Regions from separate parts of the Sus scrofa genome. Here region 1 is linked to region 2. Evidence: chromatin contacts called from public promoter capture Hi-C data. All regions are on one chromosome and are shown on one strand. The core of a region is the stretch at or near the end of the contact, and the rest is flanking DNA. Distances in the headings are between cores, read along the strand shown. Region 1 has its middle 19 kb from the start of TMEM125. Region 2 holds the start of CDC20 (cell division cycle 20).

The links. Promoter capture Hi-C pulls out the DNA fragments that hold promoters and counts their contacts.
Region 1: a contact with region 2 is called in a promoter capture Hi-C map of liver, with 4 times the contacts expected there. The contact joins the enhancer-like site here to the promoter of CDC20 in region 2. A contact is called at or near these places in 2 of 5 promoter capture datasets (liver and skeletal muscle), 3 of 47 Hi-C or Micro-C datasets (fetal liver, liver and undifferentiated spermatogonia) and 2 of 2 datasets of contacts at active chromatin or transcription factors (alveolar macrophages and skeletal muscle).

Annotation. Positions count from the first base shown.
Region 1 is chr6:167,993,714-168,000,279 of Sscrofa11.1, reverse strand. No RefSeq gene overlaps it. Among named protein-coding and RNA genes, the nearest start is that of TMEM125, 19 kb to the right of the region's middle. Within about 2 kb of position 2,714, at least 15 of the 83 cell types and tissues checked have an H3K27ac peak or open chromatin away from gene starts, as enhancers often do. A contact at or near this core is called in fetal liver and liver, where this site is marked.
Region 2 is chr6:167,887,208-167,893,409 of Sscrofa11.1, reverse strand. CDC20 (cell division cycle 20) reads left to right here and starts at 3,127. Exons shown (of 10, transcript NM_001123094.1): 1 at 3,127-3,307; 2 at 3,420-3,568; 3 at 3,656-3,752; 4 at 3,931-4,059; 5 at 4,139-4,335; 6 at 4,432-4,526; 7 at 4,665-4,893; 8 at 5,048-5,173. The coding sequence starts at 3,127. LOC102158889 (a long non-coding RNA gene) reads right to left here and starts at 2,733. Exons shown (of 3, transcript XR_002345238.1): 1 at 2,582-2,733.

The DNA of each region.
Region 1 (6,566 bases), core at 1,465-3,964, 110 kb before region 2:
CCATTTATAAGGCACATACCTTTTTATGTTCGTATGCCTTTAATGCCATAATTAAAATGCTGGAATGGGGACGAGCTGCAGTTGGGTGGAAACAAACCAGTTCCAAACACAGATGGGCAGAGCACAGTGCAATTCAGGCCAGACCCAGGCATGGCGGGTCTCGTGCCACCTTATAACCAGCCCCTGCTTAGAAGCGGCCCACACCATCAGGCAACCCACGGCCCTGCTCCCGGGCCATGAAAGCAGTCAGAGACCCATAGAAGGAGTGGGTCCCATTGGTGGGACCGACCCTCAGGCACCAGCAGCTGATGCGCAGAGCCATCGCCAAGGGTCTGGAGCGTCCCCAAGTGTGGATAACCCTCAGGGGCACTGCAGTGCTGCAAGCTGGGCAGGGGGCCAGGGTGGCTACAGGAGTGGTTGTCAGCTGGTGACATTGCTGAGCTCTCATCTGTGACTTGCCACCAGAGCACAGACCTTGAGGGGTCCTGTGAGGGCTGGGTCCCTCTCTCCATGCCAAGCAGACACCCCGAAAGGAAAATGTCAAGCCTAGGAGAAGAAGGAAAAGGGAAGAGAGTGCAGAGGGTGCGAGCACGAGCTTCAGCATGAGGCTGTTCGGGGCAGGCAGAAGGTCCTCTTTTGCTCCCCCCAGACTCCAGAGGCCACATGCCCCCCCCCCCCGCTGCTGGGCCAGGGCTGAAGGGAGCAGAGACCCAAGCAGGGCCTCTTCCCAACCCTGCCACTCCCTGATGGCCGGCAGAGGCAGCCACCAACAGGGAGACCTCCCCGAGAGTCAGTGTGCTGCAGAGCCCTGTGGGTGCAGAGATGTGCCACAGGCAACTGCAGGGGCAAGAAGGGTCGGGAGGCAGGGCCCTGGGTCCCCACCCTCAAACAGGGTGCCCCTTTGTTTATTAAAGTGGGCTCTTGTAAGGTGGTTTTTGGAAGACTTAAAAAAAGAAAAACTTTCAAAGCCACTGTCCTGGATGGTAAAAATTGTTTCCTTAATTCTTTGATCTCAAGGGCCAGGCGAGGTGTCAGGGCAGGTGCAAAGAGCGCAGCCCTATCTCCCTACAGACCTGGTTTATCCTCCTGTCAGCCTGTGAAAGGGGAAGTAACAACTTCAGCAAGTTCCTGGGAGGATGGAAGGAGATAAGCAATGCAAGGCATCCGGCACCGGCCCTGTACAGAATAGATGCTCCAAAGAAATACTGTTTCCCTTCCCTTCTTCCAAGCTAAGGATTAATTCAAGAACCAAGGCAAGGAGTTCCCATTGCGGCACAGGGGTAATGAACCCGACTAGTATCCATGACGATGCAGGTTCAGTCTCTGGCCTCACCCCGTGGGTTAAGAATCCGTTTTTGCCATGAGCTGCAGCATAGGTCGCAGACGCAGCCCAGATTCCACGTTGCCGTGGCTGTGATATAGGCTGGCAGCTGTAGCTCTGATTCGATCCCCTAGCCTGGGAACTTCCGTACGCTACAGGTGCGGCTCTAAAAAGCAAAAAAACAAAAAGAACCAAGGGGAAATCCAGAGTAGGACAGCCTGGAAGGCCATCACAGCACAAGCCAGGGGTGTCCGCGGGCTGGGGACATGGGCATGGGGCCTGTATAGCTGATTCTGGACCCCCGGGCTGGTGGCCCGAGGCACCTGCTGCCTTGATATGCATTTGTGAGGAGCTGCATCTTCAGGTGCCAAGGCCCTGACTCTTAAGTCTCCAAAGGCCAAGAGAGGCTGGGGCAGACATGGCACCCGAGAGAAACTCATTAGAACACACAGAAAATAAGGTCACCGTCTCATTTGTATGCTCAGACAGGAGCGCTGGGCCTCCTCAGTCCTTCTCCAGCAAGCTTGCAGATAGGAAAATAAGAGCTGCCATGGAATGCAGACATCTAGGACACATACCTTCTTTGTTCAGGACATGTATTTTTCAGGCTTCTTCCATGCCAAGCTCTGAGCCTCCAAGGTGAATGTGGTTGCGCCTAGAGAGGCGGGCCTCGGTTAGAGGAGTGGCATTTGAGCCGGGCCTTAAAAGGTGGGTAGGAGGGCTGGGCGCCAGATGAGGAAGAGCCTTCAGACGGAGGGCACAACCGGAGAAGAGTCAGAGAAAAGAGAAGCCTGTGGTGTGTTCGAGGGCCCAGGAATCCACCAACCTAACTTTCCTGCAGAGCATGGGGTGGGGACGAAGGGCCCTCTGGACGGGCGGTTAGCTTGGGGTCATGTTGAAAGCGCTTTCTGTGTTGCACCAAGAAGCGTGCAGTTTCTCTTACAAACGGGTGCCACCCAAGGTTTCTTAAGTAGGTAGGGATGTTAGCTGCGCTGGAAAGGTTACCTGGATGGGCAAGGTGGAAAGGCCGGGAGGGAAGGCAGGTGGCAGGAAAGCCCTTCAGAATATGAGTCCCATGTTAAAGGGAGATGACAGGCCTTGGAAGGGAAAGTCGGGATGTCCACAGGCATTTCAGCATCGAGACGACGAGTGGGAGCCTCGGCTTGGATGGGAAAGAAAGGTGGAAGGGGGGCAGGAAGTGGTTCATCTGCGCAGTTAGGCAGGTAACGATCCCACCAACTGTGGGCTCCACAAAGATGCCCCTGATGTGGGGCTCCCAAGTTGTGGAAATAAATCTGGGGCCCCTCTCTTGCCGCACGAACAGTCCCTGCCAGGTTCTTAAAGGTGTCAATTCAAGGCAGGCCAGTAGGGGGTGCTATAGGCATTTCCTCGCTGTGCCCTCCTCCCTCCCAGAATGAAGTTCTGTCCGTGGGTGCCTGCCTGGGGCTTGCTGGCATTGCCCTTGACCAAAGGCAGTCTTGGACAGCTTGGCATGGCCTCTGTGCTCAGCAGGCTTTCTATAAAGCCTGACCTTGGCATCCTCGAGCCAGGCTCTCTCACTTACCCCAAGACCTGCCATTTGAGGAACCCAGGTCACAGCCCCCCTGCCACGGAGGAGCTGGGTGGGGGCCTGGAGGGTTGGAGGGGCGTTCGTAGGCCATGCTGACCAAGGACGGATCAGGAACAGAAAGCTTAGCACACTCGTTGCGTTCACTGAGCTTCACCTGACTACCCAAGGCACGTGCGCAGAGTTGGCCTCAGTGTGACCTCTGAAGCGCCCCAGAAAGCACTCTTAAGGGAGCCCCACCTGTACTTTTCAGGGGCTTCGGGGCCCTCATACTATGTGAGGTGTTGGGATGGAGGCGGCGTAAGGGGTGAGAGGCGAGAGCCTGGGGGTCAGCAGGCCGGGATCCCAGCTGTCCCTCCCCCCGTGGCCATGGTTTCCTCCTATGAAACTGAACCTAGTAAGCCCTTCTGCATAAGGTGGCGGTAGGGATGAAACGAGGTCACACATGCAAAATATTTGATGCAGGGCAGGAATCTCGCCAATCCTGGCGGTTATCGTCTCGTTATCATCACCATCCAGCCTTTGGCGCCTTGCTCCCTCCTGGCTCTGGGCCTGGAACCCTGTCCCCGTGCCCTGCCTCCACGGGGAGCCCTCCTCACCCTGGCCGGCACCCCCCTTCACACTCCCGTGGCCTCTCCCTGCCCTGGATCCAAGCTCGCCCTCCCATGTCTGGCACAGTAGGTGCCTGCTAGGCGTTCAGGGTCTGGCTCTCGGGTGATTTTTATGAACGAGCGAATGAACAGAACAGAGGAATCGGGCTGCATTGAGTCCTGGGCCTCAATCACACTCTCAGGCAGGTGAGGCGTGTTCCGGAGACCCGTTGAGGAGGCCAGCTTCACGGAGGTGCCCAGGGCTGCCGGTGGGGTCGGAAACAGGCATTCATATCAATGGCACCAGGAGCCAGAAGCCCCAGTCGTGGTGGCAGGGGCTCCCCTTGAGGCCACTACAGTCATGAAGGGGAGCGATGCTGGGAGCTGGTGAGGGCCAACGAGATTCAGTCCAGACCCAAAGTCCACAGGGTTGAGTGACGGAATGACCGACTGACCAGGAGGAAGCGTCTGAAGTGTTTCTGGAGAGAACTGGCTTTTTCAGTCACTCGTCTTATACGGATTACTGTCACTTTAGTGAATCAGGCAGGGAGTGAGGCAAAGTGACGCCAGCTCGGAGGAGTCGAGGGGGCCCCTGGTGAGCCCGTGGGCCCAGGGGGTCCCCGCAGCCCTCCCAAGACCTCCTGTCTGGTCTTCCCTGCTCAGCCCTTGGCCCCTGGTTGCTCATGTCCTCTTACTCAGCCTGGAATCCATGGCTTTCCTCATTCATTTGCTTTTCCCTTCCACAAATATTTACTGAGCCCTTCTTACAGGCCAGGCCGAGTCCAAGGTCTTAGAACGCAATGAATACGTATTTCACGGATCGAGTCGCGAAACAAAGTCAGAGAAGGTCAGGTGGGAGGAAACGGAGCCTGCGCACAGGAAATGTGGGAATTGCATCCCCAAGGCCTAGGTTGGTCACTAGGGTCAAAAATCAGGAGGAAAAGGTGACTTTATAGAAAAGTAGGTACAAAGCCTAGCCGGCGAACGAGCGGTTGGCAATAATTGGGCATTGCATCCAAGAGGGAACCACGTTTGTAAATGCAGGATGGGGAGGCTAAATGATAGACTGAAAATCGGAAGGTATGTCTGACCTGCTCAGATAAAGAGGCTCCAGGGGCAGGACTGTCGGGGTGTCCCCGTGCGTGTTCCCTAACAGAGGAGGCTTGTCGGTCTCGCTGACAGCAGGGCTCGGGATCCGCCTGTCCTCCGGCCCAGACTCCACCCCCGGGACTGCAGAGAGAGGCCCGCGTGGAAGCCCTGCTTGTTTCTGGCACAGGCCGGTCTTTGGTAGATGTAGCCCATGTCTGCCTCTGTCGCTGCTCCGACGCCCAGGGGCCCGGCTCCCGCCCCTGGCAGGGGCCTGCCACTCAGTGTCTCCTGGGAGCCGGTAGAAATTCAGCATCTCAGGAGCGGCTCCAGACCCACCGAGTCAGAAGTCACCTTGAACAGGCCCCTCGGGTGACTCATGTGCGCCGTTGTGTGAGAGCTGCTGGGGTGGACGCGCTGAGTTCTGAGGCCGTGGGCTCCAAGAACAGAGTGGCCTCTGGCGACAGGAGCGCCTCTGTGGGGCCTCCCTCGGGGCCTTGGGCTGAGTGTGAAAAGGCCAGCGAGGCAAGAGAGAAGAAACTGCTTGGTCCAGGGGCACAGAGCCCCTCCCCCTGGCGGGCAGCAGGCCCTGCCCCGCCCTCCTCTCTCTCTTCTCACCTCTCCTTGGTGGTCCAGAGCTGCCGCAGGCCACCCCACACACCAGCCAGGTCCTTTTGTGCCTTTCTCCCGCTGTTCCAGTCATCCGGGACCCCCTCCACCCTCTCCTTGGTACCTCCGTCAAGCCTCCGCCCGGAGGTCCGTCCCTAGGAATCCGTGCTGGTCACTTGCACAGGGCTAAGTGCCTCTCCTCCGTGCCCCACGCCCCCATCCCGGCAAGGTCGCCCCCTCCCTAAACGGTGCCCAGATCCCTCACTACAACCGCAGCTGCTCGGGAGCAGAGGCCACGTCTTCCTTTCGATAAATAGAGCTCGGGTCCAGGGCAGTGCCTGGCCCATGATAAGCCCTCAGTAAATGTTGGACGGATGGATATTTGCCGAACACTAACGAGAGAAGTGAACTTCCGATGGATGCAGTTAGTGTTAATTGTGCCTTTATTTCTCTGTGTTCCTCACTAAAAAGTGTGCTGCTGAGAGCGGAAGCCATGTCTTACTTCTGCCTGCATCCCAGAGAGGTCGCAGATACCATACAATATCATAAATATATATATAGTTCAGCAAATGAATGGGGGGAAGTGAATAAAGTATAGCACAGTACTTACGAGCTCAGAGCTTTGGAGCAAAACTGGGTCCGAACACTGGCTGTCACTTGCTAGCTGTGTAATTTGGGTAAGTGACATAACTTCTCTGTGCCTCAGTTTTCTCTTCTGTAATAGAATCTACCCATTGTGTTATTATGATGCCTCCGTGCTTTAGGTTCATAAAAAGTGCTTAGACTAGCATTATTGTTCCTGCTCATAGAAAGAGCCTGGATGGATGGGAGTGGTGCACGCTGTCTGTATCTTACCTTGCCAGAGTCTACCTGGAGGGAGGTCAGCTGGTACCTCGAGAGGCTGACCCATGAGCCAGGGGAAGGACTCAGGCCACAAGGGAGAAACCAAAGACTCAGTGTGGGTCCCAGACCAACCCTGACGGTTCTCCACACCCTCTTCCCCAGGCCAGGGCAGGTCCTGTGCCCACTCATCCCTCGTCCATCTGCCCTCACTCTCTCCCCCTCCCTTTCTTCAGGAAAATGTCTTGCTGATCAAGGAGATTAATGAGCTCCGCCGAGAGCTGAAGCTCACCCGCTCCCAAGTCTACGACCTTGAAGCAGCTCTGAAACTGACCAAGAAAACCCAACCTCAGGATGTGACAGAGAAAGGTAATTCCCCTCGTGGCCCGGAAAGATGGGCATCGGGTCCAGGGACCAGTGGCAGTCACGAGCAGGTCTCTCTTTGGCTTCCAAAGCTGCCTCTCCTGAGTTTCCTCCTGTGATGGGTCACATCCACCCCCTGGCCTCCTGGGCACCTCTCCATGCCACTCACCTGCTCGCCAAAGGATGTGTG
Region 2 (6,202 bases), core at 1,878-4,377:
GGTGTTCAGTGACTTACTTGGATCACTGTTCCGACCTCTGAATACCACCTCTGTTTTAGCCCCTTCTGCCCTTTACTTCCCTAGATTCAGATCCCTCAAGTGGGAGTTCCCCCATCTAAGCAGCTCCTCAGCCGCTTAATTATCTATCTCTAAAGCCTTGTTCTCCTTCCCTCCAGCTTAAGAGGGAGCGATCTATCTTTTCTAGACGGAAAAGGCTTCCCGTGTTTTCTCCCCTTTCTTCCTGGGCAAGGTATCCAGACACCTGGTTCTACCAGCAGGCCCTTGCCCGTCCTCTTTCATCTCCCCTGGCTCTCTTGCCTTCTCCTTCAACCATGCGTAGGCATCTTGGGGCTGGCAGTCCAAGCTCCCATGCACTGCCCTCTTTCTCACTCCCAAATTTCTCACGCAAGTAGTCTGCTACTTGATCATCTGGCATCTTATTAGAATTCCTCCCACTTCAAGGTCCTTGCCAGTATAATCGCCACTGGCTTCTTTTATGCCTTTATTTTTAAATGTACAAATACCCTTATTTACCATATTGTTCTTTTTTGTTTTGTTTTTTGGCCACCCTGAAGCATATGGAGCTCCTGGGCCAGGGGATCAGATCCAAGCCACAGCTGAGGCAACAAAGGATCCTTTAACCCTCTGTGCCCGGCTGAGGACGGCACCTGCATCCTGGTGCTGCAGAGACACCTCTGATCCTGTTGTGCCACAGCAGCAACTCCTTTTTTTGGCCACCCTCTGACATGTGGAAGTTCCTGGGCCAGGGATCAAACCTGCACCACAGCAGTGACAATGCCCGATCCTTAACCTGCTGAGCCACCAGGGAAGTCCTACCCTATTGTTCTCTTCCTCTACAATTACACTTACTCCAGAAGCTGCAAATTGCTGGCCATGTCCCGCCCTCAGAAGTGTTTGGGTGTTCCCGTCGTGGCTCAGTGGTTAAAGAATCTGACTAGGAACCATGAGGTTGAGGGTTCGATCCCTGGCCTTGCTCAGTGGGTTAAGGATCCGGCATTGCCATGAGCTGTGGTGTAGGTCACAGATGTGGCTCGGATCCCACGTTGCTGTGGCTCTGGCGTAGGCCGGTGGCTACGGCTCCGATTCAACCCCTAGCCTGGGAACCTCCATATGCCGCAGAAGCAGCCCAAGAAATGGCAAAAAGACAAAAAAAAAAAAAAAAAGAAAGAAAAAAAAAAGAAATGTTTGCTTTGACCCTTCCCTCACTGATTCTACAAGGCCTGGCAAATAAAATCCAAACTCCTTAGCTTAACATTTAAGTCCCTGAGAATTCCCATTGTGGCTCAGCAGGTTAGGAACCCAACTAGCATCCATGAGGATGCGGGTTTGATCCCTGGCCTCGCTCAGTGGGTTAAGCATCTGGCGGTGCTACAAGCTGCGGTGTAGGTCACAGATGTGGCTGTGAGCTGGCATTGCAGTGGCTGTGGCACAGGCCAGCAGCTGTAGTTTTGATTCAACCCCTAACCTGGGAACTTCCATATGCTGCAGGTGCAGCCCTCAAAAGAAAAGAGGAAGAAAAAAAAAAAAAAAAGTAAGGCCCTGGCCAACCTGACTCCTGTGTTCTCTAGTGTCTACGAATCCCCATTTCCAGTCCTAGGACACTTAACTCCTTGTTTTCCAAGGTAATGGGAAATAGACAACATGAATGCTTCAAAATCAAAGATAATAACGATATTAAGTTTGGGTTAAGAGCCCCCAAATGATCTCTGTCATCATCAGAGTTGTGCTTAGGCTAATGATGGAAAAGGTGATTTTTCTAGCCTCTCTCTGGGACGGTGTAGCTTATGGTTAGATTGCTTGGGTTAGTCGGATACTTGGGCTCCACTACTTGCTGTTAGTGGCTGTTTGCCTTAGGGCAAGTTTCTAACCTCTTCCTGACCCCATTTCTTTTTTTGTAAAAAGGGGATGAAGTATCTCTCCGCCTTACTGGACGGAAGGTTGATGTAAACACAGCCGTCAGCAGAGGGCCCGTCAATGATAACCCTCATTATTTCTTACTGCTGTTGCTTCTAAGCCTATCACGCAATCCATTCAAGTCTGTATTGGAGCATCTGGACTCCCACCAACATGCGACCTCGGACACATCCCTTCCGGAGCCTCGAGGTCTTCATCACACATGGGTGTGTGGCTGGGAAGACCAGGGTGCACCATGCGCAGATTAGACTAGGGGGTCGCTAAAATCCCTGGCGCCTCTCAAGCCCCGTGGGGGGAAGGCACGGTTTCCCTCACAGAGCCGTCCAATCCTGAATCCTGATCCTTTTCCCTGACCTACGGAAATGGACCACTTTTTAAGCCTCATTTTCCTTGTTTGTAAAACGGTAACAAACAAAACAACTTTTTAAAACCAGAAACATGCACTACTTCCTTCCCAGCGGTCTCCCCGCCGGCACGAAGCAAACAGTGGACGCTCCGGCCGCCCTTCTGCATCTACACGTTCTCAGTCCACTCCTCGCTCCTCTCCGTGCCCTGCCCGCTCCCCTCTGCCCGCCGGCCGGCGGTGCGCTGCCTACAACCTCTAAGCAGCTCCAGGGCTCCAGGTCCTTCCGACGTCTGCACTTACGCATCCAGGAGGAGATCCGCAAGCCGGGTTTAAGCGCGAAGGGCGGGTGCGGGGAGGCGGAGGAATGAATGGAAGCGACTGCGGAACGCGGGGAGCCCAGCCCCGCCCCGCCCCGCCCCCCGACGCCGGGTCTCCCGACCCGCCTCCGCCTGTCTCTCACCCTTCAAATCCCGCTCCGCTCCGGGACTCCCGTGAGATCTCAACGTTCCCCCGGAAGGCCCGCCCCCTACGCCCCGGAGGCCAATGGGCGAGGGCGACGGTTGCGACGGTTGGGTTTTGAAGGAACCAATCAATGCTCGGAGCGGAGAGTTTAAGACGCCGAAGTCAGCGTTGCCGAGGCCGGTCCGGGATCGGAGCCTGTTCTGCGCGGACGGTGAGAGGCGGCTGCGTCGAGGGGGCAGGGGTAGGGTGGCGGCTGGGGTGCCGGGCCCGGAGAGGCTGCGGCAGGGCTGGCCCTGCGTGGTCGGCCGTCGCCGAGCACGGTCGCGTCTCCCTGGGGCTCGCGGGCGGCCGCCTCAAGCACCCCTCCCCTTCCAGCCGCTCCCATGGCCCAGTTCGTGTTCGAGAGCGACCTGCACTCCCTGCTGCAGCTGGATGCGCCCATCCCCAATGCACCTCCCGCGCGCTGGCAGCGCAAAGCGAAGGAAGCCGCGGGGCCGGCCCCCTCGCCCATGCGGGCCGCCAACCGATCCCACAGCGCCGGCAGGACCCCCGGCCGAACGCCGGGTGAGGCGGGGGCGGCGGGTCGAGGGCGGGAGAGGAAAGGGCTGAGAGCAGCTTCGTGCCTGCTCCCGCGGGAGCCCGGTCGGACCGTCTGGCTTCCCCCTTGCCGCCCCAGGCAAATCCAACTCCAAGATGCAGACCACTCCCAGCAAGCCTGGCGGCGATCGCTATATCCCCCACCGCAGTGCCTCCCAGATGGAGGTGGCCAGCTTCCTCCTGAGCAAGGAGAACCAGCCCGACAACAGCCAGACGCCCACCAAGAAGGTATGCGGCGGAGGGGCTTAAGGCGGGAAACGGCTCTGTGCCTCCTGGACGCGGCCGCCCTGCCTCAGCACCACCCTTCTGTGCCAGGAACATCAGAAGGCCTGGGCTCTGAACCTGAACGGTTTTGACGTGGAGGAAGCCAAGATCCTCCGGCTCAGTGGAAAACCACAGAACGCCCCAGAGGGTAAAGACCCGGAGCTCTCAGCTCTTGGAGGGAGGTGTCCAGTCCTTCCAACCCCAGGGCTCCGGGGAGCTGAGGTGGCTGGCCACCCTTCCCACCTGAGACAGAGGAGGGGAGAGGCTGCTCTGGCCCTCCTGGCCAGGGGCAGGGGGAGGTGTCTAGAGCCACTCTGTTGCCACAGGTTACCAGAACAGACTGAAAGTACTCTACAGCCAGAAGGCCACGCCCGGGTCCAGCAGGAAGACCTGCCGATACATCCCTTCCCTGCCGGACCGGATCCTGGATGCCCCTGAAATCCGCAACGACTACTGTGAGTGCAGCCTTCCCCTTGCTCGCTGGATAAGAAAGAGGGCCCTGGGACGCAGGCTCTTCCTTTCCCCCTCTGGCAGACCTGAACCTGGTGGACTGGAGCTCTGGGAACGTACTGGCTGTGGCCTTGGACAACAGCGTGTACTTGTGGAGTGCCAGCTCTGGTGACATCCTGCAGCTGCTGCAGATGGAGCAGCCTGGGGACTATGTGTCTTCTGTGGCCTGGATCAAAGAGGGCAACTACCTGGCTGTGGGCACCAGCAGTGCTGAGGTCCAGGTGAGATCTGTCCCCGTGCTGCAGCTCTGTTGACCCCCAGACCCAGCCGCTTGCCCACCAGTCCTAATCTCTGATCCTAATGGGGTCTCTCTGTAGCTCTGGGATGTGCAACAGCAGAAACGGCTTCGAAACATGACCAGTCATTCTGCCCGAGTGGGCTCCCTCTGTTGGAACAGCTACATCCTGTCCAGGTCAGTGGGGTTTTGCCAGTCTCTTGTGAAATCCGTCCACTATTTTGGCCCACTCTCGCCAAACTGGACGCCTCTGAACGGAAGCAGCTCTGGCCTGCTGGCAGTGTTGGGCCTGATTCCTTTCTCCCCTTCCTGCAGTGGCTCACGTTCCGGCCACATCCACCACCATGATGTTCGGGTGGCAGAACACCATGTGGCCACACTGAGTGGCCACAGCCAGGAAGTGTGTGGGCTGCGCTGGGCCCCAGACGGTCGACATCTAGCCAGTGGTGGCAACGATAACTTGGTCAATGTGTGGCCTAGTGCTCCTGGAGAGGGTGGCTGGGTTCCTCTGCAGACATTCACGCAGCACCAAGGAGCTGTCAAGGTGAGAGGGCTGGGCTGGGGCTCTGCAGACTCTCACCCGTAACCTGGGGACATTAAGGGGATCTGGGCGGGAGGGATCGCACTGGGTTAATCTGTGACCCCTGAGCTCCTTGTCCAACTCTAGTACCTGCTGACCCTGCCTTTCTCCCACCTAGGCTGTAGCTTGGTGTCCCTGGCAGTCCAATGTCCTGGCAACTGGAGGGGGCACCAGTGATCGACACATTCGAATCTGGAACGTCTGCTCTGGGGCCTGTCTGAGTGCCGTGGACGCCCATTCCCAGGTAGTCTTCCCTATCCCAGCCTCCCAGTCCCAGATGCCCTCTTTTTTTTTTTTTTTTTTTTTTTGCTTTTTAGGGCCACACTTACGGCATATGGAAGCTCCCAGGCCAGGGGTCTCATCGGAGCCGTAGCTGCCAGCCTGCCCCACAGCCACAGCAACGCGGATCCACGCGGCGTCTGCAACCTACACCACAGCTCACGGCAATGCCGGATCCTTAGCCCACGGAGCGAAGCCAAGGATCAAACCCACATCCTCATGGATCCTAGTCAGGTTCCTTAAGCGCTGGGCCGCAAAGGGAACTCCCCCAGATGCCTTGTTATTCTGGATAGTCTTCCTGGGCAACCACGAACCCTCCAGCGGCTTCACCAGTGTTATACCCTGATGACTTCCAAACCTCTGACTTGGCTCTCAGACGCTCCAGAACCGCGTTTCCAACAGGCCGCAGGCCGCTTCTCTCTAACCCCGTGTCCTATAGGTGGCTCCACACTGACGTGTCCCACATGACACTTACTTCTCCCCCCTTTGCCTCCTGGAATGTGCTCCCCCTCCTCCTGCGTCGAGTGCGAAGGGCGCTGCTCAGAACCTGAAAAACCTACCTAGCGTCTTCCACTGTCCTCGTCCCCAGGCCGCATTGGGTTTCCTGAGACCCTCAGCCACTCGTGTCCCTCCCCTCGGCCTCATCCTTCTTTCTTCCCGGAGCAGGCTCACAGCACAGGTCTCAGCATTCTTCTCTCTCCCAGTCTGTCTACCCACTGGTCTGAGTGGGGTCTGCTTCTGTCTTCCTTAGACCCTGCGAGGGCTCCCTGGCCCCACGGCGTGTAAGCCAAATCCATTCGCTGGTGGGTCTCTCTGCGAGCCCTGACGCTTCCCTCCTCCGCACCCCTTTCCCCCCAACACCCCACCCCCCTCCCCCCACCCCCGCCCAGCGCATGCAGCCTCCACTCTAGACTTGGGCTCTGGAGCCAGAGTTCAAATTCTGGCTCCATCCCCTCCTAACTTAACTGGCATGTGACCTTAGGCAACTTGCTAA